4 separate regions of the Mus musculus genome follow, and all the other regions are linked to region 1. The links are chromatin contacts, called in public ChIA-PET and promoter capture Hi-C maps. All regions are on one chromosome and are shown on one strand. The core of a region is the stretch at or near the end of the contact, and the rest is flanking DNA. Distances in the headings are between cores, read along the strand shown. Region 1 holds the start of Wsb1 (WD repeat and SOCS box-containing 1). Region 2 holds the start of Ccnq (cyclin Q). Region 3 holds the start of Rab11fip4os2 (RAB11 family interacting protein 4 (class II), opposite strand 2). Region 4 holds the start of Lgals9 (lectin, galactose binding, soluble 9).

What was found. Promoter capture Hi-C pulls out the DNA fragments that hold promoters and counts their contacts. ChIA-PET counts read pairs in DNA pulled down with a chosen protein or histone mark.
Region 2: a contact with region 1 is called in a promoter capture Hi-C map of hippocampal neurons, with 2.1 times the contacts expected there. The contact joins the promoter of Ccnq here to the promoter of Wsb1 in region 1.
Region 3: a contact with region 1 is called in a promoter capture Hi-C map of hippocampal neurons, with 2.2 times the contacts expected there. The contact joins the promoter of Rab11fip4os2 here to the promoter of Wsb1 in region 1. A contact is called at or near these places in 2 of 39 promoter capture datasets (hippocampal neurons and pre-B cells), 2 of 115 datasets of contacts at active chromatin or transcription factors (effector CD8 T cells and memory CD8 T cells) and 1 of 9 other capture datasets (liver).
Region 4: a contact with region 1 is called in an RNA polymerase II ChIA-PET map of effector CD8 T cells, with 42 read pairs. The contact joins the promoter of Lgals9 here to the promoter of Wsb1 in region 1. A contact is called at or near these places in 21 of 39 promoter capture datasets (the 3T3-L1 cell line, 3T3-L1-derived adipocytes, the C10 cell line and 12 more), 2 of 484 Hi-C or Micro-C datasets (embryonic stem cells and granulocyte-monocyte progenitors), 19 of 115 datasets of contacts at active chromatin or transcription factors (the SCID.adh cell line, T-cell acute lymphoblastic leukemia, double positive thymocytes and 11 more) and 4 of 9 other capture datasets (adipose tissue, embryonic stem cells, liver and 1 more).

What each region holds. Positions count from the first base shown.
Region 1 is chr11:79,250,703-79,257,345 of GRCm38.p6, reverse strand. Wsb1 (WD repeat and SOCS box-containing 1) reads left to right here and starts at 2,651. Exons shown (of 9, transcript NM_019653.3): 1 at 2,651-2,993; 2 at 6,197-6,365. The coding sequence starts at 2,954.
Region 2 is chr11:78,749,180-78,755,822 of GRCm38.p6, reverse strand. Ccnq (cyclin Q) reads left to right here and starts at 4,094. Exons shown (of 1, transcript NM_197989.1): 1 at 4,094-5,317. The coding sequence starts at 4,161. The coding sequence ends at 4,913.
Region 3 is chr11:79,672,195-79,678,837 of GRCm38.p6, reverse strand. It overlaps Rab11fip4os2 (RAB11 family interacting protein 4 (class II), opposite strand 2), which reads left to right and starts at 3,752. Exons shown (of 3, transcript NR_045898.2): 1 at 3,752-3,785; 2 at 4,359-4,505. The region is part of intron 3 of Rab11fip4 (RAB11 family interacting protein 4 (class II)); the gene reads right to left.
Region 4 is chr11:78,980,712-78,987,354 of GRCm38.p6, reverse strand. Lgals9 (lectin, galactose binding, soluble 9) reads left to right here and starts at 2,431. Exons shown (of 10, transcript NM_001159301.1): 1 at 2,431-2,577. The coding sequence starts at 2,539.

The DNA.
Region 1 (6,643 bases), core at 1,402-3,901:
CTACACAGAGCAATGCTTCCGAATAACTTCAGAATGAGATTAAGTGAATGAATGTGTAGTGATTGAGTTTTTAATTTTATTTGTGTAGCTGAGTGTATGTGTGTCTATCCTATGTGTGCAGCACCTGAGGTGGTAAGAAGTCCCCTAGAACTGGATTTATGGACAGTTGTGAGCCATCTGTGGGTACTGGGAATTGAACCCGGATCTTCTGGAAGAACAGCCAGTGCTCTTAACCACTAAGATACCTCTCTAAGCCCTAGCTTTGTCTTTTTAATTCACTCCACCCCTTGCCCAGGGAATGATGTTGCCCAAATTTAGGGTGAGTCTTCCTACCCCAAAATCTAGACCCTTTCTCATGGACATGTCCAGAAGTTTGTCTCCTAGATGATTTTAGAGCCTGTTATATTAACCATGTTGACCTTCCCAATGGCAAGTGAGCTCCTCGCTTTGTCACGAATGTTAAATGGTTAATTAATGAAGCACTGATGCACCCCAATGCCCACAACGTAACATGACCCTACAAATATTAGGTATAATCACCAATGGGCACACAAATGAGACAATTATTTTTCATTTTACTGGTCACACTTTGTAGTTAAGAAAATCTTCAAGGCATCTATAGGCTACTCACATTAAGTGGGAGTTAAACAATTCTGTGAAAAAGTCCTTCAAATACTTCACAAGCAAAATAATGAAAAGAAAGGTAAGAAAATATAACTCACAAGCAGGCTCTCAAGAATGGTTATTTTCCATGGATTTCTATGGTGTAGTGTAATTAGTTGGGAGTTACAGCAGTTAGCCAAAAAATATTAACAGGGTGCTCACTTGGGCAATGTCTGTACTAAACAACAGTGTCAGCTCAGCAGTGGTGACACACACCTTTAATCCCAGTGCTTGGGAGGCAGAGGCAGGCAAATCTCTTGGAGTTCAAGGCCAACCTGGTCTACAGAGCTATTCCAAGACAGCTGGGGCTACACAAAGAAACCCTGTCTCAAAAAACCAAACCAAACCAACAACCAAACAAATCAGCATAACTCCCGAGCAAGGCTGACTCACGAATTCCTGAAGCCTTCCAGATTGTTTGAAGATAAGAGTCTTGGAGCCAGGTTGGCCTCATACTTGCTATATAGCAGAAGTGATCTTAAGTTCTTGATTCTTGTGCCTTTGCTTGCCAAGAGCTGGGCTTTCGAGCATGTACCATTTGCTTTAGGTTTCTGAGGAACTGGAGCTGGACTCCATGGTTCCTGTATACTAGACAAATATTTTACTAACTGAGCTATACCCCCCTCCTCCAGCCCTGCAAGTTTGTGAAATCTGCATATTTTTGTATGAAAACTCAAAAAAAAAATAGCTGGGAAGATGGCTCAGAGGTGAAAATGCAAACCTGACCGTTCGAAAGCCCAGAACCCAGGTTAAAGCAGAAGGCAGGAGATTACAGACTACTACTCTACAATCCCTTCACTCTAACAGGGCTGTCAGGGAGTCGGGAAGTTACAGGGCCAGCTAGCATGGTATACAAGCACTGAAATCATGAGAGACCCTGTCTCAGGAAAGGTGGGAGGTGAGGACTCATATCCTAGGATGTCATCTGACCTCTGAATGCCTGCATTCACACAGAAGCATTTAAGACACATGAACTCTCAAAAAAAAAAAAAGACTCAAAAACATGCACATATCTCATACACACATAATAAATAAATAAGCTAAAAACATTAGGGGACAATAATGGTCTGTATTTGACAAGATTGAATTTTCTTTTTCCTTCTACTGTTCGTCAGGCAGCACCATTGCCGTGCATGAAGTTCTGGACAAACATATTGTCAAGCAGTAACCAAGTAATTTTTTTTAAAGAAGGGGATGATTTATTTCTATTAATCATCATGATCTTAAGAATTTCTACCTTGGGCAAAGGGACATGCACACAGTACATGCACTACCTATGGTGTTTGAGATCTAAAGTTATGCTGGGCAATTCTGTCTTCCAGGAGTATCTGAGAAAATCTAAGCCGTTATCTGTTATCCTTTGGAAGAAAGAGTCCCGCAAGGGCCACTAAAATGCAATGACATCATTTATAGATGGTACTTAGATTGAGATGTGGGGCACACCCAAACAATGATGTGGAATAGCTAGCTGCTTCCTAGAGACCTCAACTTCTGTGGAAGAAGGGCAGATTCTGAGGTAGAGGTCATATTGGCCAGCTCTTCAGGAGACCTGACTTTAGGGACCAATTAGAACAGAGGCAGTCTTGGGGAGGCCTCAGAGGTGCCCATCACCCTGGGTCTCCTTCATCAACTGAGTCTTTCCTAAAACCAGTTTGTTCTGTCCTGACCAATTGGACACCACTATGCTAGTTTCCATCATATCTTTCTTCAGCGCAACCTTCACTTCCCAGGTACTAAGGAGCCAGAGACGTAGCTAAAAGGGATTAAGCACGTGAAACGTCTACTTTGCCCTTTCCGGTTCGGTCACGTGCATTATATAATCCCGGGCTTGCCCTTGGCAATGAGCCTTCGACTTCGAAAATGCCCGCAGGTCGCGCTTTGAGGGCTCACGCCCGTCCGTGAATCCAGACCATCACGTCCCCTGCGTCGAGGGGCGGGGCCTGATGGTCTGACGTCACCCACTACACCCCGCCTCCCAGATATTATCAGTGCCGCCCGCCATCTTGTCTCAGTGTCTGGTTTGGCGGCGGAAGCATTGGCGGGCTGTGTGAGTCTGTGAGTGGAAGGCGCGCCGGCTCTTTTGTCTGAGTGTGACCCGGTGGCTTTGTTCCAGGCATTCCGGTGATTTCCTCCGGGCAGTCCGCAGAAGCCGCAGCGGCCGCCCGCGCTCTCTCTGCAGTCTCCACACCCGGGAGAGCCTGAGCCCGCGTCACGCCCCTCAGCCCCCGCTGAGTCCCTTCTCTGTTGTCGCGTCCGAATCGAGTTCCCGGAATCAGACGGTGCCCCATAGATGGCCAGCTTTCCCCCGAGGGTTAACGAGAAAGAGATCGGTGAGGCTCGGGATGGAGGGGGAGCGCGGGGTCTACCGGCAGAGCGTGAAGGGGCTGGCTCCGGGGCCCGGGGGGAAAACGGGGGTGGGGGATGGGAGAACGGGGAAGTCCGATGCCAAGGCCCACGAGCGCGGGGGACCGGATGCCCGGGCTCCGGAGAAATGGAGAGGAGCAAGGACTGACGCTGCGTGGCGGGAGGAAGCGGTCCCGCGATGGGCGTCGGCCGGGAGTGAATGGACCCAGAGCGGGCCTCCCGAGTTTGCTCAGCGCCGGGCAAACCCTAGTGACACCATCACAGCTGGGGTGCGGATCGGACGTCCTGGGATTCTCCCGGCTGTGTCTTGGATATCGAATGGACCTGGAGAGTTACTAGCATAGGCTAAGTGGTCTATCCTAGGCTCTCTTTGGTGGGAAGAAGTTGTGAACTTTTGTGTTTTTTGAGGCGCAGCAGGAACAGCAGCATCTGTATGTCCGGTACTCTATTGAGAAAGGGACCTGGAGAGGTGTCAGCGGCGTAGAAAAAAAAGTTTTAGTGTTTTTTAAAGGATGGCGTTATGAAAGTGAAGGGTTCTAAGGAGGGAATATGTTGCCCACCTACACGGGGGGGTGGGGGTGGAAGGAGCCGTGAGAATAGGTGGAATGGCTGAAGGAGGGCTATTGTACAGAGGATGTAGCCGTGGCTAGACCTGTCACGCGTCTGGCTGAAGCCTGGACAATGGGGAGTGGAAGGGCGTGGGCCAGACCTGCCCGTTGGCCCCTTTAAAGCACTTAGCATTATTTAAATTCTCTCAAAGGAGTCACCTTTGAGCCCATTGGATGACATTCGTTGAACAAAATTATCGTCAGTAGACACTGACTTTACAGTTTTGTCAATTGGATTTTCATGTCCATGCTAAAGGTAGGGGCAGGACTCCATGAGTGTGTGAAGAGTTCCAGGTCAGGCTATAACTGAGCTACTACCCTCTTTAACAAGGCACTGTCACACTTCCTTTCTGGTCGTGAAATCGGAGGATGGAATGTGAGGAAGAACTTGAATCTGGTTAGCCTTGTTCAGTGATGACTCATGATGTAAGTGCTATGCAGATAGGTTGGGTTTTAGGGCTGGTTCCCACCCACTGCCCCATTACTTTTTTTTTTCCCCAAAGCACTTTAGAGAAAAACCTTGAGGTTGATAATATTTTACTAGTCAGTACTTGAGTATTTAAAGCAGCTAATTAAAGTATAAAAATCGTTTGTGTCTGTTAGCTAACAAGGAAACGTGAAGGCACTTAGAAAAATGCTGACTATGTAACAATTAGAATGTCTTACATTTGAAGATGAGTTAGTGAATTGTTTCTTGGGGTTTGGTGTTTGAACCAGCCACATCTCTATCTCATTAACACTTTATAAAGAAAAGTAGCCAAATGAGTGTACCCAAGACTAGTTTTTAAAAGTAACCTTAAAGTACAGATATAAATCTCTGGGAAATAAAGTATTCTTCTTAGATCAACTTGGGAGCATTCTCTTTTAAAGCGAATGTTTCCATTGCCTTCTTTTAAAAAGTAGAATTTTAAAACTTGTTTTCCTTATTTGTGAATGAAGTCCTTCCTAAAATTCATTTTGACCAATAGATGAAAGTTAAGCAGGAATCCCAGTTTGGGGGGCTGAGTATGAGAAGAACCCCAGTGAAAGGACCGTGTAAGAGTATATGTAGGCTTGGAGAAATGCAGGAAGCCTGCAGCAATGTGCTCCTTCTGAGGTTTCGCATTGAAAATGCATTCTGCTGGCATTGAGGCTCACCTACTCATGAGTCTTATATCAGACTCATGTGACTGCCAGTAACAGGAATGTGAGCTTATTCTATGTTGCTCCCTTTTGAAGAAGTGGGGGTTCTCTATCACTTTGGTTAAACCACACCAGGAAGTAGTCTCCAGTTCTGGGTATCACCTTTTTAAGGGTTACTACTAATGGGAATGTATTCCAGGAAAATGTAAAAATTAAGGTAGGAAAAGATAGAAAATTGACTCAAAACTTTATAATCTGAAGACTGATGGAAAGAACTAGAACTATTGTATCCTAGAGAAGACTCCTATATAGGTGTCATATGAGGTCATGAGGTCAAGATTGTTCTCAGATCAGATTCCGCTCAATAGGTGGGTGGGGTAGAAGGAAGATTTTGAATTCTTTTGTTTTTTGTTTTATTTTTTCTTTGTTCTCCTTAAGGCAGAATTTCTCTGTGTAACCCGGGAACTCTGTAGAGCAGGCTGGCCTCAAACTCAAGAGATTCTTGTCTGCCTCTGCCAACTGAGTGATGGGATTAGGATTAAAGGCGTGTGCCACTACCATTCAGCAGATTTGAGTATCTAAAAAAGAAAACATTGTTTAAGCAAAATAGTTTTATCTTAGTGATGGGTGTTAGGATATTTTCATACAAGAAGGAAAATTTTAAAATAATGTAGGAGTTCTGAGTTGGAGCCTGGCCTGGTCTACAGAATGAGTTCCAGGACAGCCAGGGCTACACAGGGAAACCCTGTCTCGGAAAACAAAAATTGCGTGTATTATGTGTGAAGAATAGTAAAAGTGTGTTCTCCCCTTGTGCCATGTGGCTACTAGGAATTGAAATCAAGTGGTCAAGCTTGGCAGCAGGTATGTGTACCCACTGAGTCATTTTGCTAGCCCTCCAGCTCTTCCCAGGCTGACCATGTAGCTGAGGTGACCTTAAAATTCCAATTCTTTACCTGGTTTGTACTAATGATGAAGATAGAAACCAGAGCTTCTTGTAGATTAGCAAGACAACCTATGCCTAACGATTTATAGTTCTTGAAAGGTGATGATAATCTTAATTCCCCTTCTGTTCTCTTTTCTCTTCCCACTTTCATGGGGTCTACCTATTTAATCTAGGTTGGCCTTAAAGATTTGTCATCCAGCCCCAGCTACACTGAAACTTTGTCACAGGGTCTCATGTGGCTCGGGCTGGTCTTGAACTCCTGAACAGTAAGCCTTCTAAGGGCTGAGGTGTGCCTTCCGTGCCTAGTGACATATTTTAAAATCTCTTGAAAACCACTATCAAAACAAAGCTCATCTCTAATGTTTTGGGGTAGAAAGCCAATTAAACCATGTCTAAAAGGAAAGGGGGCAATCTCAGCAAATGCCAAAATAATATGGGGCCATGTGAATCCGGTGATTGCATACACTATCCTGATTTCTGTCTTTGTCTGTTTCAGTGAGATCACGTACTATAGGGGAACTCTTGGCTCCAGCAGCTCCTTTTGACAAGAAATGTGGTGGTGAGAACTGGACGGTTGCTTTTGCTCCTGATGGTTCCTACTTTGCGTGGTCACAAGGATATCGCATAGTGAAGCTTGTCCCGTGGTCCCAGTGCCGTAAGAACTTGTAAGACTGCTTTCCTTTGCTTTTGTTGAATTTACTATTGTCTTTCAGTGTTGGGTAATAAGATATTTTAAGTTTTCTTTTTTTTTTTTTTTTTTTTTTTCCATTTTTTATTAGGTATTTAGCTCATTTACATTTCCAATGCTATACCAAAAGTCCCCCTTACCCACCCACCCCCACTCCCCTACCCACCCACTCCCCCCCTTTGGCCCTGGCGTTCCCCTGTACCGGGGCACACAAAGTCTGCGTATCCAATGGGCCTCTCTTTCCAGTGATGGCCG
Region 2 (6,643 bases), core at 2,845-5,344, 500 kb after region 1:
CTAGGGCTCATAACCCCTGAGCCATGTCTCCAGTCCCACAACTTCCTGATTTATATATAGGATGAGCAATACCTTCCTCACAGAATGTCTGGATGTGCGAGGTCTAAGTGGGGTCTAGACTAAGAAGGTAAGAAGGCAGCACCAGTGTTCTTGAGATCTCTGCACCCTTGCTTACTTCTTTACCAAAAAACTGGGAGATGGGAATTGGGAAAGGAAAGGATTTGTTTTGGCCAGAGCTGGGGAGAGAGAAATTCTTAGCTTCTCCTAGCCTTGCCAGCAGCAGAGTTACAATTTATAAAAAGGATGGAACAAAAGCCAGGAAATATGCATATGTAGATTTAGCTCTGAGATAAGTTTGTGGAACTCTGAGATAAATCTTCTCCTCCGAGAAGACTCTTCCTCTGGCTCCAAGGCTCCAGCCTGTTCTCACACCTGGCCTGGAATTTTCTGGAACTTCTAATTCTTTAGGAGCCTTGTTGTACTCTCTCTCTCTCTCTCTCTCTCTCTCTGTCTCTCTTTTCAATGAACTGAACCTTAATATCCAAAGTAATGGGCATAACATTTTTACTGTTTGATAATTTTACATTTCTAGCAGATAAAGGAACATGTTGCATGTTGTGATTGTGTGTAGAGATGACACTGTGTGTAGAGATGGACAAGCTTGCCTAGACAATTCTCTGAAAAGCCAGGAACTCCCTACCTCTTCCTCAGTTCAGTGAGGTATGCATGAGAGTGACCCTTGTCCTCCTTTTAGAGATCAAGGATCTAAGGGACTTAATCAGTGGCTGAGCTTTCTCGGGGATTCAGGGCCTGGCCAGCTAGGGTCATGCATGCCTATAATCCCAGCATTTGGAAGGACCAGCTACATACTGAGAACATCTCAGAGGAAAAAGCTGCAGACTGGAGAGATGGCTCAGCAGTAAAGAATACTTACAGCTCTCCCAGAGGACTTGGGTTTGATTCTCAGCACCCAAGTCAGGCAGCTTACATAGTCTGTAACTCCTGCTCCTGGGGATCTAATGCTGCCTCTGCCAGCACCTGTGCTCACATGCAGACATGCACACCTACACATAGTACACACACACACACACACACACACACACACACACACACACACACTATTTTCTCCCCATATATATATGTGGGGAGAAAAGGGTACAACTGGATGTGTATGGTGGCTCATGCTTGAAATCCCAGCACTAAGGAGGCAAAGGTAGGGAGTTCAAGGTCAGCATGGACTATACAAGATCTGTCTAAAAAAAGAAAGAAAGAAGCCAGGCATGCCTTTAATCCCAGCACTTAGAGTCAGGCAGATCTCTGTGAGTTCGAGGCCAGCCTGGTCTACAGAGTGAGTTCCAGGACAGCCAGGGCTACACAGAGAAACCCTGTCTCAAGAAAAAAAAAAAAAAAAAAAAAAAAAAAAAGGAAAGAGGAAGAAAAAGGAAAAAGGAAGTTGGAGAGAAACTAGACCCTGGGCAGAGGATAAAATAAGCATGAAGAAAAGGAAGAAAAGAACTCTAACCAGACATGATGGTAGATACCTGTATTATAGCACTTGGGAGGCAGAGGCAGGTAGATTTCTGAGTTTGAGGCCATCCTGGTTTACAGAGTGAGTTCCAGGACAGCCAGGGCTACACAGAGAAACCCTGTCTCGAAAAACAAATGGAGGAGGAGGAGGAGGAGGGAGGAGAGGAGGAGGAGCAGGAAAAGAAATAAGGATCTAATCCTCGCTCTTAGTTTTCCTAACGGTTTACGTGCACTTTGTGTGCTTCACTCCATCCACTGCAAAGCCAAAGGGAAATGGGTGTCCCCAAAATAGGCTGACAACACGGAGAAGCCTGGAAAGGATAAGGACAAAAAAGAAAAAAAAAAAAAAAAGAAGAAGGAAATAAGAGGGCCAGGTATGGTGGTTAACACCTTTAATACCAGCACTTGGTGGCAGAGGCAGGCAAATCTCTACAAGTTCAAGGTTAGCCTGGTCTACATGTGGTATTCCAAGCTAGCCAATGCTGGGCTACATAGAAAGACTCGGTGTCAAAAAGAAAGTGAGAGAGAGAGAGATGGAGGGTGATATTCTTTATTTCTAAGACTGAGTTCTTTCTCAAGGCCATGAGGCTACATTTATACACCCAGCCTCACTCAACCCAGCAGTACAGGGAAAGCCCAAATACACTCCGCCAGACATGGCTCTGTATTGGCTTTAGGGCTTCAAGGTCTTGAAATATCCTTGTGCACTCAGACCTTTTTCTTAAACACTTGGTATGTAGCCCTGGCCTTCCAGAAACTGTTTATGTAGACTAGACTGGCCTTGAACTCACAGAGATCTGTTTGCTTCCTCCACCCTCACCCCCACAGTGGCCTTTGGACATGAAGGGTCATTTCCTTTGTCCCCAAGGAAATCTGCAAGGCCATCACCTGCCTGCCACATTTCATTTGTCTCACACACTGGGGCTTCATTTCATTACCCATGGAAATTCAGCTTCATTGATATGAAGGGGCTAATTACTACAAGAGACATAATTACAAGACAGGAAATGGATTTACAGCTGCTTTTGGGGGAGGGGGAGCTGCAGCAGACACTGGCTGCTCTGCCCTTCTGCCTTGAGGGCTAACGCAGGCCACTGCACCCAGGATGGACAGTCTCAATTTACCAGAGTGTGCTCCTACAGAAGTCAGGGTTCTACAGAGCTCTGGAAACAGTTTCGTTTTCCCTCTCAAGTTATACCACCACTGTTGATGTGTTTTCAATAAGATCCTCTGACATAGTAAAAAAAAAAAAAAAAAAAAAATCATACTGAAGTGGGCAGGGCATTTAGTTCACGAGTAATGTGCTGGATTCTATCTGTCCCCAGAACTACCAACATAGTGTCTTCCACAGCATGTGAAAGCTCACACCTTTAATCCCAGCACTTGTCAGGCAGATCTCTGTGAGGCCAGCCTGATCTATATAACAGGTTTCAGGTCTGCCTGGGCTATATAGTGAGAAACAGTCTCCAAAAACAAAACAAACAAAAAATAAATAAAATTTGAGAATGTAGTCTTAATCGGTAACATTTAAAGAGGAAGATAACCGTGTGCTACAAGTGGCCAAATGAGAAATGTAGAAGTTGTGGGGTACTGCTTTTCTTGGGGGCTAAAGAACGCTAAGATTGAGAAATCCATGTCTGGTACATCGTCTAATGCATATACCTCTCTTTGGAATCCCTATGGCTTAGGGTGTTTTTTCCCACTTTACAAAAGTCTTAATTCATACAGATATATAAAGACATAAATGAAAATGAAAGATTCCTCAAAACAAATTAGTAATAGCTAAAGGTCATGAGCTGGGTGATGGTAGCAGGATGGGGGGGGGGGTGGGGGGGTGGGCAGCAGTGCATGTCTTTAATCCTAAGAGACAGGTAGATCTCCTGATTTGGAGACCAGCCTGGTCTGCAGATCAAGTTCCAGGACAGCCAAGGCTACAATAGAAAACCCCTGTCCTGATGTCCTGATGTATCTATCTTCCTTCCTTCCTTCCTTCCTTCCTTTCTTTCTTTCTTTCTTTCTTTCTTTCTTTCTTTCTTTCTTTCTTTCCTTCCTTCCTTTCTTTTTCAATTAAAACAAAATATCGCTGAGTGTGGTGTTGCACACCTGGGATAAGAGGATCAAGAGTACAAGGCCAGTCTGGGTTAAATGTAGAAAACCTGACTCAGAAAAATAATCATCAAAGCCAAACTTATGGAGCATATTTGATCTGCCTACATCACTCGTTCATTTTTCACAAGAGCTCCATGAGGAGGGGACAGCCAACCACCCCAACTTGCACCTAAGGAATGAGATGTAGAGGATCAACCAAAGCCCCCAGGGTCACAGAGGCAAATGCCAGGGTGAGAGTTGACTCTCATCCTTTCCATAGCCTGGATTCTCAGGAACAGTGAAAAAGCCCCTTAAATCAAAAGTAGTATCTTCTCAGATGTCTTAAAAATAGCACTCCTCGTCTCCACCAAGCTGCTCCTGAGTGCCTATCTTTTAATATAGGAGGAAAAGCCGAGCAGGGTGGGCGTGGCGGCAGGACGGGTGGGGGCGTGGCCGCTTGACGGCACGCCCCCTCCGCGAGGACCCCCGGAGCCGGCCTCGGCGCGCCGGAGCGTTTCTCCTTCCGGGGCGGCCTGCTGGGCCTCATGGAGGCTGTTCGGCCAGACAGCTGCGAAAGCGGGCCGGCGGCGCCGCGAGCCGAGGAGAGGCCGGCTCCCGAGGCGAGGGTGCACTTCCGAGTAACCCGGTTTATCATGGAGGCAGGCGTCAAGCTAGGCATGCAGTCCATCCCCATCGCCACCGCTTGCACCATTTACCATAAGTTCTTCTGCGAGATCAACCTGGACGCATATGACCTCTACCTGGTCGCCATGTCTTCCATTTACTTGGCCGGCAAAGTGGAGGAGCAACACTTGCGTACTCGTGACATCATCAACGTGTCGCACAGGTACTTTAACCCGGGCAGTGAGCCATTGGAGCTGGATTCCCGCTTCTGGGAGCTACGAGACAGCATTGTACAATGTGAGCTTCTTATGCTACGAGTTCTGCGCTTCCAAGTCTCTTTCCAGCATCCACACAAGTACCTGCTGCACTACTTGATTTCCCTCAAGAACTGGCTGAATCGTTACAGCTGGCAACGAACCCCCATCTCAGTTACAGCTTGGGCTCTGCTACGAGATAGCTACCACGGGGGGCTATGCCTCCGCTTCCAGGCTCAGCACCTAGCCGTGGCTGTGCTCTACCTGGCCCTGCAGGTCTATGGAGTCGAGGTGCCTGCAGAGGGTGAGGCCGAGAAGCCTTGGTGGCAGGTATTTAGTGATGACCTTACCAAGCCAATCATTGACAATATTGTGTCTGATCTCATTCAGATTTATACTATGGATACAGAGATCCCCTAAGGCCCTGGCCGAGGCCGGACCTAAGACCAGGATGATCGGAGGCCTGGGGTATCGTTCCACCAAGTTGCTGTGATGGCGTGTCTCCACTCGGAGGACTGGTTGTGCTGGCAGAGGATGTCATTGGTGACTGCAATGACATGCTGTCATTTTGTCCCCAGCAGCCCTTGTTCAAATAATGCTAAGAGCTTCCATGTGGGCAGGACATATAGAGCTTTCTAGAATTGGCTGCATCAGCTTTTGCCCTTTGAGAAGATGCTGCATTTGAGGCATGGACCATTGCAGGTCGCCAACAGGAAAGTTAAAGAATAGAACTGCACCCTTAGGGGAAGTATGAATGTGTAACATAGAATCTTATTTTGTATAATAAAAATTATGCAAATAAAATATAGGAAAGGTTTAACGCACCAGAGTCTGCCTTATGGTATTTCTAAGTTACAGTAGGAGAGATACTGGAAACTGATCAATATTGGGGAAATGGTTAGTGAAGCATGGTACATCCATACAATGGAGTATTTATTATTCAACCACTAAAACATATTTGTAAGGGGTTTATGACAATGTGGGTAAAGGTTCATATTAGGCAGCATAGAAGATAACAAGGTTATAGATGCACTATAATTTCTACAAAAAAGAAGTATACAAAGATAGGCAAAGTATGAGTTGGGGAATGTTAAACGTATGATAACGGCTGTAAGAATTTCTGTCTTTCAGCTCTCTGGATTCTTACCCATCATCTCATGATAATGGACCTTTATGGTGAGATCTTGCTTATCGTTGTGGGTATCCATTTAAAAGGACAATCATCATACTTCATTATCCCCAGAAGTTCCCACATAGTGGACTTCCCTAAATCATAAGACAGTTGTGTTAGAGCTGCCTCCTTTGTCCTGGCTGTTAGCATCCGGAAGAGTGACCAGCCTCTTGAAGGTCAAGGGGGAAAGGCTGAGCACGCTGAGGGCAGGAGGATCCTGAGTTCCAGACCAGCCTTGGCTACGGAGTGAGACCCTATCTCAAATTTAACAAACAAATGTGAGCAAGGAAAGGAGGTGTTGGGACTCCACGGACCCAGGAGTCATTTAACCCTTCATGCTCTCAACAGACTTTCCCCTACGCGTGTCAGGCACCAATAAAAACACAGCAGATGCTTAGACCTGCCTATCACATCAGGAAATAGGAGAAAGAGATTAGGCATGTAGCTCAATTAGTAGAATGCTCGCTTAGCATGCATGCTAGCATGCATGAGATCCTGGGTTTGGTACCTACCACTGCATAAACCAGCTTGGTGGTATAGTGCATGTACCTGCAATCCCAGCAGTCAGGTGGAGGCAGGAGGATCAGATTTTCAATGTCAGTTTAAAATTATACTGGGCTACGTAAAACTCTGCCTTAGAAAGGGAGAATGCTGGTGGCTCACACCTCTAATCCCAGCACTTGGAAGGCAGAGGTAGTTGGATCTCTGTGAGATCAAGGCCAGCCTGATCTACAGGACAGCTAGGGATACCCAGAGAAACCCTGCCTCAAACCAAAAAAGGAAGAATGAAAGAAAAATAGGAAGGTGAGGTCAAACTCATAGTTGAGGTAATGTTATGAGTTGGGAAATTAACTGGAGATGGAGTCATCCCACACTTTAAAATGAAGGAGAGGGACAGCTGGGGAATATGACTTGTTTTTGCTGGTCTGTGATGGCAACCTCTGTAATAATGGCCCTTCTGCAGTGTGGAATATGGTGG
Region 3 (6,643 bases), core at 2,503-5,002, 420 kb before region 1:
ACCTGACCAGACAGGCAGGCCAGGCTGGCATGAGATGAGCGGTGGGGACTGCCACCGTCAGCCGTCCAGCTGCAGGCAGGAGCTGCATCCGACCTCACTCCGTCCCAGGACGAGTCCCTTTACCCTTTCTAGATCACAGGTCTTTCCTGGGAGCCATGACCCACAATCTACCGCACACCAGTGCTCACCCAGTCCTTCACCCAGCAACCCACAGCAGTACAGTGACACCACGAGCCACATACGCTCCTGGCAGGGTGGAAAAAGTGGCTCAAGGGGACTATCTTAGTCACAGGAAGGACAGAAGAAAAGCTGAAAACACCCTTCCTATCCCAAGACCAGACGAACCCTCCTTCCTGGCGGACTTTTGAGCAGAGGACTCATCTGCCCTTCACCTCTGACCTCTGACCATCTCTCACCCAAGAGTGCCAGAGGTGTACAGGGCTCTGATGCCCACTCCTGTCCCATCGAATGCAGATGAGGCTTAAAGCAGGCAGGTGGCTGCTGAAGCTGCCCAGCTGATGGAGGACCCAGGAGCCAGGCTGAGGCTGCCAAGAGTGGCGTGCCACCCGCCCCCAGCTGCGTCCGCAGGTGCATGCCCACATTAACATTTTCTTTTAAAATTAACCTCTCCTTTTATTAACACCTTTTCATTCAACCCACAATTGTTTGCCTAAGGCAAGTGGAAATTTTAATTATAACTTCAAAATCATTTCTTGCAGCTCCCCCCCCCCCCCCCAAATTAAAGCAGCATAAGGCAGGCAGTAAAAGAAGTGAGCAGGATGGCACAGGCCCTGCGCCGGACCCAAGCAGCCCTCCTCCTCAGTCTGCTCCCTCCTGCAAGGCCAGGCCTCTGTGGAACGGTGAGCAAAGTGCCGGGTCAGCAGCTCTCACCCCACACACCTCAGGAAGGGAGGTAGTTCTTGGGGGTACAGAAGAGGCCTCTGACCCCCACCCTGTACCCCTCCTAGCAGGCACGGAGAGCTAAGTCACACAAGGACCCCGTCGGAGCTGGTGATGTTTCTCTATGATTCTTAAGTTGCACGGGGAAGGGATTACACGAGCAAGGGAGACACCCCCTAGCAATAAAATCACCCTCCCAGGGGTCTAGGTGGCTCTGCTCTGTGCCATCCCCCAGCTATACCCGCTCAGGCCAGAACCCCAAAGAGAAACTGTGTCACGTGGCTCAGGGCACTGGAGAGCTTTGGGGACTGTGTAGGAGCTGATGACGAACCTCCAGAGGATGCCATGCAAACTCTACTCAGGCTGACGCAAGATACAGATCTCTGTGCTGAACAAATGCAGGAGGCCCTGGCTGGTCAGAGTCTCTCCCTAAAGTGTGATGTGTGATGAGATGAGGGGCAGCATCGTCATCACCCCACCTGATCACCATGCCGGTTGGAGCACATGTCTACACCCTGCATCTCCCGTGGTGCCCAGGACCTGTCCCGAGAGCCGGTAGAGCAGGAAACCGGTACCCGAGGAGACTGACTTTCTACTGAGAAATATGGATGCTCAGAGCAGTTTCTGAGTTTCTAGCTTGCAGAACTCTTCTTTCTTGTCCTGATCACCAGTGGGGTGTGTGTGTGTGTCTGTGGTGTGTGTGTGTGTGTGTGTGTGTGTGCGCGTGTGTGTGTCTGCGTGCACAGGGAGAAGGGGAGGTCATCACGCAGTTGCCCTGGCATTGAGTACACAGGTCCAAGCCAGGAGCTTACAGAGGCCTCCTCAGAGTCTGCACAGAAAGGCTACGGCTGGTCTTTAAGGAAGCTTCAGGAAGGCAGTATCCTCAGCAGGCAGTATGGCTCTTTGTGGCCCCATCTAGCCTCCCAGGGCTCTGTCCCTGAGGGCGCAGAGGTGCGCGCTACATACAGAGTTCTTGTCCTTCTGGGCCACAGGGACTATACTCCCATGAGCCACCCTGGCTTGCTTGTGTCCAAACTCAGGGACACCTTCTTCCCCAACCTTGGGGTCCACGGGGTGATGGAAGATAAAGTAGATATAGTGTGCCCCTGTGTAAACCCAGGGGACCTCTGTGGCTAGGACTGCTGGAGGGCACAGCTCTGGAGCCTGGCAGTTAGTCCTGGTAGACTCAGCTGCTCATTAAGTCCTGTGTTCCTGGACAAGACTCTACCTCCACAAGGCCCTGGGATTTCCCCTAGAGAGCAGGGACTGTCATTTTTGCCTGAGAGGCTGCATGACAAGTACCAGTTGGCAGCTATGAAAGCTTAAAGAAGTCAGACCTGGCGTGGAGAGAGACTGGAGGCTGTCTGCTCAGGGACCAGGTTGTCTCACCTGCCATAGGTCCTTGGCTGGTCAGCTAGCAAGAGCCTGACAGATATATATGGTTGGGCCTGGGGAATAATTCCAAGGACAGGGATTACTGGAGACAGTACTGAGCCCAAGTCCCAGGAAATAGGACCCAGCTACATCCCCGGAGTGCCCCCACCTCCATGTTTCCACTTAGTCTTCTCATCTAGGGATGAACAAAGCCGGCTCTAACTGGAAGTGGTTGCCAGAAGGCACACAGGCTGCCCAGGCAGCCCCTCTTCAGCCTCTCTAAGAGCTGTGTTCCCCCGTCAGAAGGTCCCACGGTCACCCTTTCCTCTGTAAGAAGTTGGAAAGGGCTGAATTCAAGGGCTGCTGAAAAGACCCAGTATCAGTACACGTGCTGGGCTGTCCAAGCCTCAGAGAGGCTCACAAGGGCCCACTGTCCCCGCTGTGCAGGCAGGAGGTACAGCAGGACCCAAACCAAACAGCTTCATTTGGTATTTACCCTCATCCACCTAGGGGGGTGGGGGTGGCAGAGGGGGAATCTCAAGGTCACACACCCTAGGTTTCCTGGCAGCGAAACAAAGATGAACAGAGAACACAGGCGGTACAGAGTGGCTACGTATTTCCATTCCCTACAAGGGCAGAGAGGGTGAAGTGGTGGCCACAGGGAGGTCTACATCCTGACCCTCAGCAGCTAGCACTCCAGGAGCGCATGACTGAGCACGGCCTGAATCAAACTGCACTGCGCCACAGGACCTGGACGACCATCCAAGGAGCATCTAAGGCAGTGTTTCTCAGTCCTCCTGACGCTTAAAACCGTTTAAAACGCAGTTCCTCATGCTGTAGCAACCCCCAACCATAAGGTGATTTTGTTGCTACTTCAGAACTGTAATCTTGCTACTGTTATGGATCAAAATGCAAGCGTCTGTCATTTCTGATGGCCTTAGGTGGCCCCCGTGGAAGGGTCGTTTGGAAACCCAGGAGGTTGCGACCCACAGCTTGAGAACCACTCACTGACTCACTGATCTAAGAGTTTGTTGTGGCCGCTGTCCAGCGGCGTGACCGCTGGATGAGGTGTTTCATCTCTGAGCATCCTCGATGCATACACGTGACCAGGATTGTCAGAGGATCTAATTAAGGACAATGGCTCACTGTCTGAGGACACTGAAAACATGACAGAGAGATGGTGGGCGTTGGGGACATGATCTAGAGTGGGTTCCAGTCGCACTCCACTACATATGAGCACTGTGGCCTGTAGGTTACTGAACTACCCTACCCAGTGCCTCAGTTCCCTCACCTCCACAGCTGAGCTAACCATAACTGGAGTTCAGTGAACTGGCAACTGTTCTAAGTAATTGTTCTTAGAATGCATGGGAAGGGCTTCGTGAGCGATTACTGTCATTAGTAGGTTAAGGGACGGTCTCCAGGGCCACACCTGAGCATTCCGAATTCTATCCAAGCCCGGGGAGGCTTCCCTCTGACTGACCCCTCGGTGATACACTGGGGTGGACAGAGAGGTAGGCTGAGCTCTAGGAGGCCAAGTTAGGTTTTCCTCCCTGCACCAGGGTCCTCTCATGCCCACTGCCTTGGCAGGTCTGCCTGCACATTAGTCACAGCCTGTAATAAGTGTTAAGATGAGATGTTGCCTGGAGAAGGGAGTCCAGGAGGCCCTGAGGTGCGGGCTCATCCACCCCCAGCTCTGGCAACAGGCTCCACTCCGCAGGCGGTGACTTGGAGCCAAAGCGCAGCTCTGTGGGGACAGGGCTGGGTAAAAATAGCCTGGGCGGGCACATCTCAGCTTCCCTTGAAAACCAGGCACCCGTGGGTACACGTGGATCTCCCCACTGTAGGGAAGGGGCTGTAAGTGGGCACAGGCCAACAATGGAATCTCTTGTGTGTGTGGCCAGTCAATACCCTGGAGACATGGAACAGACCAGGGTCATGATGGGTTTTTCCTTTGGGTGGCAGGAACCTCCCCTCGAGGAGGGGCTCCAGGTCCCAACACCCCAAATTCAAAGAGGGTGGGCTAGGACTGCCTACAGTGACACACACCCTCATGACCCCCCCATACTTGGCTGTTTTTTTCACAGAGACATGACGACCATGGTGGCTGTGAAGCAATCCTGACAGTAACTGACTTCCCCTGGGGCTGCCAACCCTGCTATACACACACTGACCGGATGCTTGTCAGTGGCTGCCTGGTGCCAATCAAAGGTCAAAGGTGGGATCAAGTTAAGGTTAGCATCCAAGCAAAAGACCAGAACCTTGACCTACCTCCAAGTCCAAGGGAACCCACAGGAGAACTGGTCACTCTGCTATCTCCATTGCTCTGAGAGTAGCCTTAACCTGTGAGATCGAAGCTCTATGGCCCTGGGCTTCCTATTTTGGTGCAGGAGGCGAAGGTTTAGAAGGCAGGACAGACTACCATGTTTCTTCCCAGACCTACCCCACCTGCACCACGCCAAGAATGGCAGCCAGGGCAGGGTTTGGTCCCTGGGCTCCAAGTCTACTCCTGAACCCCCGATGAGTCTCACCTTAGGTCAAGACAACCCCTCAGCAGGAGCCCTCAGGTGACAATCTCTGTGCAGATATTCCAATGTTAACCTCAGTTGGAACTCAGTTGCAACTCGTCTGAGGACAGGGCCGGGGAGGGGGGAAGGGCGCCGCAGCAACAATAGATGCTTCCTCTTTGGTTTCAAGTCATGCCGGGATTTCTCAGGCCTCTAGTGCTATTTACACAGACCATGGGCACACAGACCTAGCCAACCACTGCCTGTGGAAGCCCACACAGCTTTTCATCCCAACTTCAACTGCCTCCCAGGTCCCACACCGGTCTTAACTCCCACCTGCTGACAGGAAATGGCAGAGATTAGGTGAAGATAGCACACTGTAGCTCCCAGAAAAACTTAGAAAGGAGACATCAAACAGCCCAGAGCAGAGCCGAGATCTGTTCCAAAAGGTCTGGAGGCATGAGCAGTGTTAAGGGATCTAAAGAGCCAAGTCCACAGAGAGGGGCTGGCGTAAGGTACAGCACCAAGAAGGAGGGTCTGAGGTAGACCTGGGCAGCGCAGCTCTGACTGACAAGCATGTCCAACTGCCCAGAAGGCTGCGGCTCAGCCAGTGCCCAAGCTGGAAACCAATCAATACCTAGGCAGACCTTTGACCGAGATTCCTGTGCCTTTGACCAAGGGCCTACTGACAGAGAAGAGAAAGAAGTTGCCCACATTGTTGGCCAGGGCCTGTTTGGTGCTGCCAAGGGACTGGCTGCTGCTCCTGTGTGAGCATGCAGGTGAGCAGGGGCCCTACTGCCAAGCCACACCCCTTACCACCACAGCAACCGAGAGAAAGCTGGCAGGGCCACACAGTCTCAGAAGTACTTCAAGGGGTAGGAGGCACTTAAAAATGACGGAGGACCCACTTACCAAGATGTAGCCCTCCTACGAATTTGTGCATCTTTTACAAGTTTCAAAATACATACAGAAAACTTCAGAGGACTGAGAGCGAGAGTTTCCCTCCTCTGGGGGGGATGGAGCAGGCAATGGTGGATCAGAGGAAAGATAGGTGGGAATACCTCCAACCTGACCGTGCTCACACAGCACACTTCCCAACACCTGCCACGAGAATAAAGCCAGCAGATGAGAGGCTGATGGGACTCTGTATACTTGCACAGTACCAGACACACACACACACACACACACACACACATACATACACACATACACACACACACATACACACACACACATACATACACACACACACACACATACACACACACACACACACACACACACACATACACACACACATACACACACATACATACACACACACACACATACACATACACACACACACACATATACACACACACACATATACACACACACACACACATATACACACACATACACACACACACACACACACACACACTGCAGACCACAGGAAAGCTCAGAAACCCCCTCAAGTCTTTGAGCACTGAGCAGGCTACTGTTCCTTTAACACAGTAATCAGACAGCATCATTAATGGAAAGACAGACACTGGCCGGTGTCCTCCCAAGGGGGCCCACAGCAGGAGGTACCACCAGTTACATGTCACAAAAAATGGACCAACCCCCAAACAAACGAACACCATGCCTTCTGTGAGACAACTGGCCTGTTGAACCACAACAAAAGGTCCCTGTGGCTCACACCTATACTCACAGCACACGGGAGACTAAGGGAAGGGAAGCGCTGAGAGACTGAGGCCAGCCTGGGCTACAGTGAAACCTTGCCTAAAATCACATAAAGGAATGCCATGCAACTAGATTAAGGGGGGTTTCTAGATCAGTGCCCTCCAACTTCAGTGTTATTTCATGTCACACGGTGGGGA
Region 4 (6,643 bases), core at 1,182-3,681, 270 kb after region 1:
TTGGATGTGCATGGCATTGCCACAGTGTAGGCTCGACTATATCTGGCTCTTTCATGTATTCCCCATTCCCAGGGAGCCAAGGGCCCTTCAAATGCACGGAGTTCCCTGATGTCTCTCACGTGACTGTGTATTGCTTCCTTTTTGGAGCTGTGATGCACAGAACTGTTTTGAACAAACAGCCAGGGCTGGGGCACAGGAGAAGGGCCTGGCTGCTGTATTGAAGCTGAAGCACCAGTTCTGGCTGGGTTCTTTTACATCCCAACTTGCAGAGAATGGGGATTCCAGTTGCCCCAAATCCCAACCCGTTGGTAGTTGCCTAGCATGACAAAACTGTCCTTGGTGTCCATGATAGCCAGAGGACTGCGAAGAATTCCCTTTCCACTTTGCTCCAACAGGATAGCCTGCTCTTGAAATCCAGTCAGTTCCTGTTGAGTAAGGCACTTATAACTGGGGCAAAGGTAAAAGGAGGCGCGTGGCCTCTAAGAAAGCATATCTAAGAATTAGTCTTTGCAAGTTTTGGTGTGTCTCGGCTGAGTGTAAGAAGAAATCGTGTTGCAGATAAGTGTCTGACTTCCTCCTTGGAACTGATTTTCCCCTTGGTATCCCTTGGTACCCAGAGGGCCATTCTGTGATACTGTAACAGAATGTTGCAGGCTAACTAATTCATAGAGAACGTAGGCTAACTAGTTCATAGAGAATGTATGTTTCTTTCTCTCTACCCTGGAGGCTGGGAAGCACAAACCAAGATAACCGTCTTATGACTGCATGGTTGAAGGCAGAAGGTAGAAATATAGGCAAGAGGTCAAATCTGCAGCTGCATGTCTTTTGCTAAGCCACACCAGTCCAAGGAAAAGAACCAGTCCCCAAACCGAATCAGCTCCCATGGTGCCGGGTACACTTCCCAACACTGATGCTGTGGGAATAAGTTTGCAGCCCATACTTCTCTGGGAATAACGACCACAGCTTTGTCACAGCAAGCTTGCTCCTAGCTAGCCATAGTGCAATCCCAAAGTCCTGAATGAGTCCAGGTAAGTCTGTTTTCCTGGCTCCCCAGTCCCACCCCCACCCCAAACCTGTCCTGCAATTCTTTGCTTCACTGATTATTTCCCTTAACTCATAACCTAAGCTGCAGGAGCTGGGTTTTGGTTTTGTGTTTTTGTTTAAGGCAGGGAAAGGCTGGTGATGTAGTTCAGTTGGTGGAGTGCATGTCTAGCTCATAGGAAGCCTTAGGTCCTAACCCCGGCACCATCAGGTAGAGGTGAGTCATAGGTATAATCCAAGCACTTGGGAGGTAGAGGCAGGAGGATCAGAAGTTCAAGGTTGGGGCTGGAGAGATGGCTCACTGGTTAAGAGCGCTAATTGCCCGAAAAACAAAAACAAAACAAAACAAAAAACAAAGACAAAAACAAAAAACCAAAAAAAAGAGCACTGACTGTTCTTATGAAGGTCCAAAGTTCAAATCCCAACAACCACATGGTGGCTTACAACCATCTGTAATGACATCTGACATCCTCTACTGGTGTGTCTGAAGACAGCTACAGTGTACTTACATATAAATAAAAAATAAAAATTATTAAAAAAAAGAAGAAGTTCAAGGCCATCCTTGGCTACATACTGGGTTCAAAGCCAGCCTGGTCTACATGAAGAAAAGGAGGAAGTGGGGAGGGAGGAAAGGAGGAGGGAGCAATTATGTATGTTGTAGACTAGGCATGCTGGGAATTCATGATGGGTCATCTCTCCTGGCTTCAAAACTATTTCAAATATTTCCTAGGGTCTCCTCCCTTGTCACTTGGAATATTCTACTGTGTCCAAAGTATGTTTCCTCTTCTTACCCCAAAACAGAGGGACAGAGGGGAGAGACAAGGAGAACAGACAAATTCACAGGCAGATGGCAATGAAGTTCCCAGGGCCCCCACATAGTCCACATTAACAACCTCAGCGGTGGTGTGTTTCTTGCAAAATAGCTCTCCATGGTTAAGCTTTCACACCAGGGAGAGATGCTTCTTGGAAGCCTACAGCATCACAGAGATTTCGGAGTGCCCGTAAGGAGTTGTGTAACCTTGCTCATGCTGCCCCTTGGTCTTTCTGAGCACTGTTTTCTCTGCACATACAAAGGTCTGAGGAAGGTCTTTTCCACGGATGCCCACCCAGAGGACAAATGAAGGCTCAGCTCTGCTAGATGGGGTGAGGAAGCAGGCTCAGAAGCACAGCCACTTCTGGCCGAGGCTGTCGAGGAACGCCTGCTGGCCATGTGACTGGTTCTCTGGGCAGAGCACAGGAAGGGAAAGTCAAGGCAGAGCAGGGAACACCCAGTGTCCACTGGTCCTAGGTCCTCCCACTGAGTCCCACCTCCAGCCCTCCACCCTGACATCAGCTTTCTTTTTCTCTAGACACTTCCCTCAGCCACTGAGCTCCTCCCCTTGAAGAAGTGCCAAATAGCTGTGGTTTCTGTTTCCTAGCTCAGCCCTGCCCTGCGCAGAGTTCTGTCGTCCACCATCGAGTGAGGAAGAGAGCATTGGTTCCCCTGAGATAGAAGAGATGGCTCTCTTCAGTGCCCAGTCTCCATACATTAACCCGGTGAGTTGTGGGATGCAGTTGTGGGGTGATTGAGGAAAAGCTAACGGCCACATCCAGGGGAAGTTGCTCTGGACCTGTGGGGAAACAACGGAGTGGCACAGATAGAGGGTGGGGTGTCCTGCAGACAGCACATAAGGGACAAACATGCCAGGCATGTCAGCTGGGTCATCCTGATGCAGCTCGTGTCTCATGCTAGGCTTGCTGTGCCTCTGAGGACCCAAGGGTGCCACTCACTATGATTTATGAGGTGAATTAACATGTGCCTGTTCCATGCTACCTGGTAGCATCTACAAAGGAAGGAGACGGTTTATATGATGATGTGGATGGGCTTGTTGGGGGTGGGGGGAGGTAGCAGGTAGCAGATATTCACATGACACTTAAAGTGTCTGCCTTAGAGAGGATCTCTGTTCAGCCATTTACAAACTAGGTGATGTCGCACGCGCAGTACTTTCTCCTCTCTGTATCTGTAAAATGGAAATAATACTTAGTCTGTCTCCTGAGGTTAAAACAAGGAGAAAGCAGATAGCACACGTGGGTGTTTAAACAGCACCTGGAACATGGAGGTGTCTTGGGAGTGCACGGGAGGGGAACAGGGAAGCCCTCCCCTCTGTTCTCCAAGGGCCACATCAGAATTCACCCAAGAACACTTCCAGAGTGTGTGCAGACAGGCAAGTAGGGACTGTCTTTTAGTGCAGGGTGCAAAGGGCTGCCTTGGGCTCCTTTTTCCACCCCCTGTCTATAGGTGGTTTTGTTTATACACTAGGAAGCTTAGTAGCCACACTGTAAGTGGAGACACTGAGACTTTGAGAGGTCGAGGCCTTGCCACATGTCCTCAGATGGTGGGTGACAGCGAAGGAAAGTGCTTTTCCCAGAAGAGGGGATGCTCATGGGGAGATGGCAGTAATGGAGACGAAAGTGATGCTCCCAGGAACCTTCTGTAGAGTCGCCGTGTGTGCAGGTGGGAGATAGCAGGGTCTGTAGGTGAGCTGGCTGCCAGAGCCCAGCGTCAGAGCCTGATCTAGCACGGCTCTGGGCTTTGCTTGGGGCTACCAGTGTCCTCAGCCACAGGGTTAAGGCTTCTAACTTGGGACCTGCATGGAAGGTAGATGGGAAAGCTAGAAGGGACTGTCCAGTGTCTCTGTGGGGCCTTCAAGGGCAGGACGTGTCACAGGGGCATGATACACCCACTCTGGTTTCCCACCAGGCAGAGCTGACAACTTGAATTTAGAAAGTAGACTTTTCCCAGCACTAGGGAGGCAGAGGCAGGCGGATTTCTGAGTTCAAGGCCAGCCTGGTCTTGAACAGTGCCCCATCTTTAAAACAATCAGAAAAAAAAAATGAAGGAAAAAGCAATATTTTCAATTATGAAGGGAAATCCTCCCACGGGGGAGGGGAGAGGTTAAACAGGTCTTGGTGGGAGACATGGAGGCTATGTCGCCGTAGCACTGGGATCACAGGTCCTCCTACCTGGCTGGTCTCACTCAGTGACCCACTGACTTCTGCAGCTGTGGGTCACACGTCCACTGAAGTGCTGACGTTGTACAAAAGTCATGTGACTCCTGTCCTGCAGAGGAACAGTATTGTCACAGCCTGAGGGCCATGTCATGGACAGGCTTGGTTGCTGACTCCCATGAGGGTCCAGAAGAAGATGGGACTGGGCAGTATGACTCTCTTGTGTGACCCTGGTGACCAGGGGCCAAGGGCATGTATGTGCTTCCTCATGAAAGGGAGCCTATATCACCTATGACGGAGAACATTGGTTCTAGTGTCTGAACCCCAGGCTTGTCGTTAACCAGCTGTGTAGCTTTGGGCAAGTTACTTAATTTTCTGCACTTCCGTTTCCTCGCCCACAAAGACAGTAAAACCAAAGCTGTTAGGATGCTTGAGGAACTGTCTGGGTCTTTGAACTTCTGGGACGGCTGGGCCTTCTGGCTTGAAAATATGCCAGACACTGCTGGTATCCAGACTGTGTGCCCCAGTAGACCACTGAGCTGACCATACTCTGTCTGTAGGCTCTGCCTTCTGCATGTCCCAACAGGAAAGGGAAGCAAAAGACTTTAGCCTCTGGGTAGAAGATGAGTCTCGGCAGTCCACGCTTCTTCTAGACAAAATGTATTTGTTTGTTTGATTTTGTTTGTTTGTTTGGTTTGTGTGTGTATGTGACAGAGGTCAGAGAACAACTTTGGGAGGCAGACTTTTTCATTCGCCATTTGGGTCCTGAGGGTCTAACTTGCATCATCCGGCTCAGTTACGAGTGCACTTATCTACTGATGCATCTCACCAGAACAGACCTCTTCTTTCCATCTATTTCAGAGCCTGACCCTTCTTATGAGGATACTGGTGATTTTTTAAGGCTGGACTGGGTAATTTAGCAATCTCCCCAAGTCCATGGACTTCAACCTATCAGCACAGTCCCTTTCATCACTTAAATCAACATAGTCCCAGGTTCTGTGCCTTTGCTGGGGGGGAGGGGAGGGTGAGGCGTGCCATACAGACCTTCCCAAAGTCTCTCAGTCCTAAAGTTTATCTATGAATTAGTAACCAAGTACAAATAGCCCCTCCCACCTTCTATACAATGACCTCATTTGGGCTCAGTAGGTGAGGCTCTGGCCACTGAGCTTGGTGACCTGGAGTCCACAGGGTAGAAGGAGAGAATCGATTCCTCTGTGTTGTCCTCTGAGCTCCTCAACCACACAAAAATGAATAAATAACCACAGGTGCTGCCTCTCCACTGTTCCACCTCCATGCTCTCTACTCTGAATTCATCACATGCAAATAGCATCAATTATTGCTATTTATCCTGTGTGTATAGGCATACAAGGAAGTGTGCTTGTCTAGAAAGTTTGAGAGCCTGGGTTTAATCCCTAGCATCACAGAAACAAAGCAAACAACAACAACAACAACAACAACAACAACAAAGCATTTGCTTCCAGTATTATATATTGACTTTCTCCTTTTAGTGGACTTTTAGGTCCTTCCCCATCTTTTTACTATTCTTATGCTTTGCTTATAAGATTCACTCATGTTAGAATAATGTGTCTCAGACTTTAGAACACCATTTAAGATACTAAAATCTGGGGCTGGTGAGATGGCTCAGTGGATAAGAGCACCCGACTGCTCTTCCGAAGGTCCAGAGTTCAAATCCCAGCAACCACATGGTGGCCCACAACCATCTGTAATAAGATCTGACTCCCTCTTCTGGAATGTCTGAAGACAGCTACAGTGTACTTACATATAATAAATAAATAAATCTTAAAAAAAGATAAGGCATTATTGCTTTAAAAAAAAATACTAAAATCTAAGCCAGGGATGGTAGGACACATTGGCTCTCTCAACACATAGGAGCTTGAGACGGAGGTTCAAGGGTCAGCTTTGGCTACAGTCTGCCTGGGCTAAGTGAGATTGTCTCAAACAAACAAAAACAAAAACATGAAGTCTCAAGAAGGTTGTTTGTTTTTTTTTTTTTTTTTTTTGGAAAATTGATACTTCAGAGATAGATCTGTACTGCTCTGCTCCCATGACCTCTGTCCATTATTCCTCTGTCTTTCTCCCACACCTTCTGTGCACACATGTGACCACATCCCTATCATGCACTGCACTCATGACCACATACCTATTATGCAGGTTTCACAGCTTGTGGTCTTCAAGGAGTACAGGTGGGTTAAGTGTCGAGCCTTCAGCTGCCAGCAAAAGTTCTAAGGACAATTTCAGGAGTGGGGAGGAATTTTCTTTTCTTTATTTTTAAAAAGGTTGATTTTGATTTTTGTTTGTGTGTGTGTGTCTCTGTGAGTGTATGCCATGTGTGTATAGTGCCCAAGGAGGCTGGAAGAGGGCGTCAGATCATTGTGCTGGAATTTCTAGTAATGAGCTGCCTGGCAGGGATCCTGGCATCTGCACTTGAGTCCTCTGGAAGACTTCTCCTGCCCTGGAGGAGTTTCCAATAACCATCTTGTCAGGCTAGGGACACAGGAAGTGTTTTTTGTCTAGAAAGTTTGAGACCCTGGGTTTTATCCTTAGCTAGCACCACAGAAACAAAATAACAACAAGGCCAATCCACAGTTCCCTC